Regions from separate parts of the Capsicum annuum genome. Here region 2 is linked to region 1. A link is a contact called in public Hi-C data. All regions are on one chromosome and are shown on one strand. The core of a region is the stretch at or near the end of the contact, and the rest is flanking DNA. Distances in the headings are between cores, read along the strand shown. Region 1 holds the start of LOC107860179 (NADH dehydrogenase [ubiquinone] iron-sulfur protein 4, mitochondrial). Region 2 holds the start of LOC107860180 (putative F-box protein At1g49610).

What was found. Hi-C and Micro-C count contacts between places; a contact is called where the count stands out from the background.
Region 2: a Hi-C map of leaf shows a contact between it and region 1, with 3 times the contacts expected there. The contact joins the promoter of LOC107860180 here to the promoter of LOC107860179 in region 1. A contact is called at or near these places in 5 of 5 Hi-C or Micro-C datasets (bud, leaf, pericarp and 1 more).

Annotation. Positions count from the first base shown.
Region 1 is chr2:144,117,274-144,120,399 of UCD10Xv1.1, reverse strand. LOC107860179 (NADH dehydrogenase [ubiquinone] iron-sulfur protein 4, mitochondrial) reads left to right here and starts at 1,669. Exons shown (of 5, transcript XM_016705451.2): 1 at 1,669-1,995. The coding sequence starts at 1,828.
Region 2 is chr2:144,328,298-144,331,423 of UCD10Xv1.1, reverse strand. LOC107860180 (putative F-box protein At1g49610) reads left to right here and starts at 1,494. Exons shown (of 4, transcript XM_016705453.2): 1 at 1,494-1,697.

The sequences.
Region 1 (3,126 bases), core at 420-2,919:
AATTGAATTTGCTAATTGGAACTCTTAAGTGATTCACAACCCTAGTTGTGCTAGCATTTTGGTAACCATAGCCCTGGTTTGTTTAATCTCATTAAATTACTAATTGCAAAGAGAATCATTCGTTGGAATACTCTTGTTATAATTAATTACTTTATAAGTTACAAATCAAAACCCCCCATATTCAGGAACCTCTGATCAACAGTCCAGTAATGATTACAATACTTAGTGAGCACAGTATTCCCTGTGGGATTTGACACCCAACCTAGTTGGGTTTTATATTTGACAACGACCGCTTACACTTTCTTACGAGAGTTGTAATTTAGGTGTATCAGAAGGCAGATCTTAGTTTTTGTAGTGTTTTTGTATCCCCCTTTGTAGCCCGAAATATTTGGGCGGATGTAGTTGGAACTACCCATCTAAGAAAGGTCCCATACCTTCTCGTGGGCATAGCCACAATTTTTTTGCTATTGAACCGGACTAGTTCCTTTGTAATTATCTTTTCTTAATGCATTTCTTGTTTACTAAAAAAAAAAAAGAGCAAATACATAATTACCCTAGTGATGTTGGCCGAGATTTTCAAAAAGACACCTAAACTTTGAATTCGACCCATAACCCCATGATTCTTACTTAATTTGTTGCAAACACACCATTTTTCGCTGAATATCAGTCACAACAAGGAGAGTGGAATACACGCGCCAATCAAGTGCTGCCACGTGTCAAATACGTTTAATTTATATATATTTTTTTATTTTTTTAATAAAATTTTACTTTTTATTTAATTTAACACCCCACCCCACCCCCATTCAGCACCCCCACCCCCATCCAACACCCCCACCCCATCAGCATCTCCCCCAAACACCCCAACCCCCCTCCGTCACCATTCTCTCTCCCCGTCCATTTTTTTTTCAAATCAATTCAAAAAATAATTTATGATTGAATTGAGTTTTAAAGATAGTTAAATGATATGATTTAACTGAAAAATTGAGCTTTAATGATATGATTTAAAAAAAAAAAGCTTCAATGGAGGAACTTTAATGGTGACATTGTGTTGAAGAGCTTTAATAGTGTTGAAGAAGATATTGTGTTGAAGAAGAAATGATGGATAGTTAAATGATATGATTTAGTTGTAAAATGGAGCTCTAATGAATGATTTTTAAAAAAAAAAAAGCTTCAATGGAAGCTTTGAATTGAGTTGAAGAAGAAAGAGTGGGTGGGTTGGACGAGGGCGGAGAGGGAGGATGGATAATTTTAAAAAATAAATAAATATTATTTAAAAAAAAAGAATATAAATTATATATTAAATTATTTTACACATGACAGCTTTTAATTGGTCAAAAAGTCAAATTCAAGCTCTTTCACGTGCCTGTGGCGCATGTATACACGCAGAGGGTCAAAATGGTGTGTTTACAACGAAATAAAGAATAATCGTGGAGTAATAAGTCGAAGTTAAAGTTTAGGTGTCTTTCACAAATCTCAGACAAGATCAGGGGTAATTATGTATTTACTCAAAAAAAATTCACAATATTAGATTATCATTATGCTTTTGATTAAATTTTTTATATTTATTAATCAATATTTATTATTTTTAAAAATAATTAGTGTATGTAAACATGAAACTTTCTTATTAAAAACACATAAAACTTAAAAACAAATTTATAAAAATAGTAGAAAATTATTTCTCCTTTTACCTTGTCCCAAACACATCACATCATAATATCATATGATTAAAAAAAAAAAACACCTATGTCTTCCAATATATGCGTGAATTTATAAGGCAAACGCCACATCACCGTCACTTGAGCTGGGATTGTATCATCTCAGGGAAAAATGGCAAGCTCTCTCCGACGAATAGCGACGCATTCCCCTCAGGCCGCCGCCTGGCGATCTTCTCTTACGCCCATATGCAGACAATTTGCTTCTGACGCTTTGGTGGAAATAAAGCCCGGTGAGATCGGTATGGTCTCCGGTATTCCTGATGAACATCTCCGACGAAGGGTATAATTGTCTTTCTCTTATTCCTCTTCGCTTTTATCTATTCTTTTCCAGGTCATTTTAGGTTACCAATTTATTAGGGCTTCTATAGTAGATCCATGGATTCTATCATTTAGGGTTAGCAAATGATTTGCTTCAAAGTGTGCGCAGGCTGGTCCGGACACTACGATTATTAAAAAAAAATGATTTGGTGAATGAATATGGAGGATTCATATAGATGGTATTAATTTGAGTTGGGATTGGTGTAGTTTATTTGATAGTTTGATTGATTGCTTCTCATTTGTGCCTTTGGCAATTTATTTTGACTTCAATCCAAAGACTAAAAATATATTTTTAGTTTTGGTTCCCTTTCTTGCACTCACGGAAGAGAGAATAACTTCTTTGATGCTTGTGAGAAGTAAAAAGTTCTAAGTTTTCATGTTAAGGAGTAAATTCTGCTTACTAAGTATTAAGTTGAGCTTGGACCTTCTAGAGCTTGAATTGAGTATGCCGTAATATCAGGCCCAGCTTGGGTTAATGCAAACTTTTGCTCCACGGAGTTCTTTCATCCGTTTCTGCACAAATTTAGTTAAGTAGTTTTATAGATTGCATTTGATTGTCTCGAACTTGATTATGAGACAAAGAACTATTTAAAATTGGTTGACCTAGAGATTGAACTTATCTTTTGAAGCTAATAATGTGAAAAATGAATAATTGAGAATTAGTAATTTCTATCTTAAGAAAGAAAATTATTTAGAAAATGTAGTAGTATTTTCATGGGGTGGTGCTCTCTCGATGAATTCACACATTCTTTCTCTCTATGTTTCTGTCTATATTTTGATCTATTCCAAATTTTGCCTTTCATGTGCATGTGCTTTCCCTCTCTTTCATATTTGCTTGTTTATATTTTTCGTTTTTTCTGACTCACTATGACAGTGACTGCACTATTAAATCAGGCCCCTAGTAAATATCAGGATCAATTTCTTATATTTGACTCCTGTATTCTCAAATTTCTTTTGGTGTTTAAAGGTGCCAAATGATCCTGATCTTTCTTTTAGTACATATATTTTCTGCCCCTTCACGTGAAAAATTGCTCAGTTAGTGGATTAGATCTTATGCACTGTGCCCTTTTCGGTAGTTAATCATGTTTGCTCA
Region 2 (3,126 bases), core at 245-2,744, 210 kb before region 1:
TTATGTTACATATGGTCACTTTGAGCCTTACATACTCAGTACATTCTTTCATACTGATGTTCCCATTGCCTGGGGGCACTGCATTCATGCATGCAGGTTATTAGACAGAAAGGGGTCCTTGCGGTGTATGATAGAGTTCTGCTGAAGATTGGTATGGTTCGTTCTTTCCGAAGTTGTCGAGTCTAGAGTTTACTTTGGCTTGTATAGTTAATGAATACTATGGGCTTGTCCCAAAAGGTTATTAGCAATTTCTCATCCTAGAGGCATGTAGACGATTGTTGATGTGGGTTAGATAGTTAATTATAATCCAATTATCGTTATATTACACTTTTGTTATAGGGGAAAAGACATGGGCTGACCTTTTTTTTAAAGAGTGGCCCATAATTGAAAAGGTGGACAACCTTAGTCAGTCGGCCTAATTTAATTCCTCTTTTTAGCCATTTGACCCAATTGGGCACATGCAGTCTCTATACTCAATTGATACACTTTTATACCACATTGATACACTTTTATATTATATTAATACACTTTTTATAAAAGAGAAAGGAAATTATATGTAAGTACATGCAATCCCTATACCCAATTGATACTCTTTTATACTATATTGATACACTTTTATACTATATTGATACACTTTGATACTGCATTGATACACTTTTATACTAGATTGATACACTTTTATACCACATTGATATAGTATATATACCACATAAACACACCTTTTACAGAGAAAATTTGTTTTGCAAGCATAACAGTCAAAAAAATAATAATCTCACCATAATTAATCCTATCATAACTTAACCCAACACAACTTATTCAACATAATTAATCGAGTATAACTGGTCTTCAAACTAAGCATTCTTATGACAATAATATATTCAAACAAGGGAAATAGCTTTAACTAAGTGCCAGATGCACAAGCGATACATGGATTAAATCTATCAGCAAATTGAAACTAGTTCTTTTTGCCCGATGAAAGTTAAATGGCCGTGTAAAGGAATGGGCTAAATTAAATAGGGTTTATGGGTTTAGTCAATGGGTGGGTCATTTATTTAGGAGATCCGAGTTGTTGGATTGGTCTTTTATTAAATCTATCTAATAAAGAAAAGCCTAAATGACTATCTATTGGAATTGCCAAATCAATGACTATATTAGTGGAAATATTTTAGATGAGGTGACATTTATGTCCTTTCCCCTTTGTTATATACTATATCTTTATCTCGACTATATATGGTTTTTTATAACTTTAGCTTGGCCCTGACGGCCCACCAAAGTATTTAAGTTTGGTTTCGGTTGATTCGTTCAGACAAGTGTTAGTCGCGCCTATACTATTTTGTGTGTGACAATTTGAGAAGTAATTTTAACTTTTTTTCATTTCATTAAAACTTTTTGTAATAGATAAAATTATCTAATTTTAAATAATAAAAAATACAAGTTAAACTAGTATGAAAAAATAAACAAACAAACTATGTGATGACAAAATTAAAATCAAATTATTAATAACCTACGTAATTGTAGCCAGTTCCTAAAATGATGAATTTTTCCTTTTAAACAAGTTCTGATTGCGAGTTTATTGGGTACATTTGGCGCCATCATTTTGGGTCGGTTTCATCACAAATACATTTAGGGTTATAGGGCTTCAAATTCTCTCATTCACCATAGTCGACGAAACACAATGGATTGACTTCCGTTGAGCGGTTAGTTGTTTTTTTCTTACTGCTTAGATTCGTCTCATTGTTTATCCATAGTCTTACGTAAATAAATATAAGTATCTGGGCAACACATTTTTGAGTTATTCGCTACTTTTTTATTTTAAATTCGAATTAACTTCTTAATTGGCATATTTGTAGTTATAGCAGATCAATTGAATTCTAGGCAGTAAAGAGAGGGAATGCTCCGTATCAACACGTCCATCACCAATGCAAAAAGGAACGGACTAAGAGTCGATCCCTTGATGCAACCCGGTCTCGACCGAAAACTTCTCTGAGTCTCCTCCCGCCGTTCTCACCCGGGTGGATCGACTCTTAGTCCATTCCTTTTTGCATTGGTGATGGACGTGTTGACGCGGAGCAATCAAGGCGAGGTGCCTTGGTGTTTGTTATTTGCGGATGATGTGGTTCTGATTGATTAGATGCGAGGGAGGTGTGAATGACAAATTGGAGGTTTGGAGGCAAACCCTTGAGTCTAAGGGGTTTAAGTTGAGTAGGTCCAAAACTGAGTATTTGAAATGTAAGTTTAGTGACTTGAGACAGGAGGACGAAAGAGTGGTAAGGTTGGACTCACAGGATGTCTGTAAGACGAACAATTTTAATTATCTTGGGTCTACGATTTAGGGAAATGGTGAGATTGATGAGGATGTCTCTAAACGTGTTGGAGCAGCTTGGATGAAGTGGAGGCTAACCTTGGGAGTGTTGTGTGATAAGAAGGTGCCCCTTAAGCTTAAAGGTAAATTCTATAGAGTGGCAGTCCATCCGACCATGTTGTATGGTGCAGAGTGTTGGCCAGTCAAGCACTCGCACATCCAAAAATTGAAGGTGGCGGAAATAATAATGTTGCATTGGATGTGTGGGCTTACTAGAGGTGACAGAGTAAGAAATGAGACTATTCGGGAGAAGGTGGGAGTGACTTCAGTGGAAGACAAGTTGCGAGAAGGAAGACTGCGATAGTTTGGGCATGTGATGAGGAGGAGTGCAGATGCCCCAGTCCGGAGGTGTGAGAAGCTTGCTTTGGATGGCTTCAGGAGGGGTAGAGGTAGACCGAAGAAATACTGGAGGGAGGTGATTAGATATGACATGGAGCAGCTCCAGCTGACTGAGGAAATGACCCTACATAGGAAGGTGTGGAGGTCGCAGATAAGGGTAGAAGGCTAATGCGGGTGTGTGGGTTGTAGCTTGCAGTCTGGAGAGTCTTGTGTACCCGGGTTAGTAAGCCTAGGTCCGTGTTCATAGGGTCCTTGTTATGGAAGTGTAGGTTATTACTAGGTGGGTGCACTAGGTCTTATGTCTTAATACCTATTTTCTTATTCCGTGTCGCCCTTATGTCTCGTATTTCATATTTCTCTGATGTCTATTTTATTATTTCTTATTCCTGATTTTCTATTATGTTTTCATCCCTTTTATTTACTGT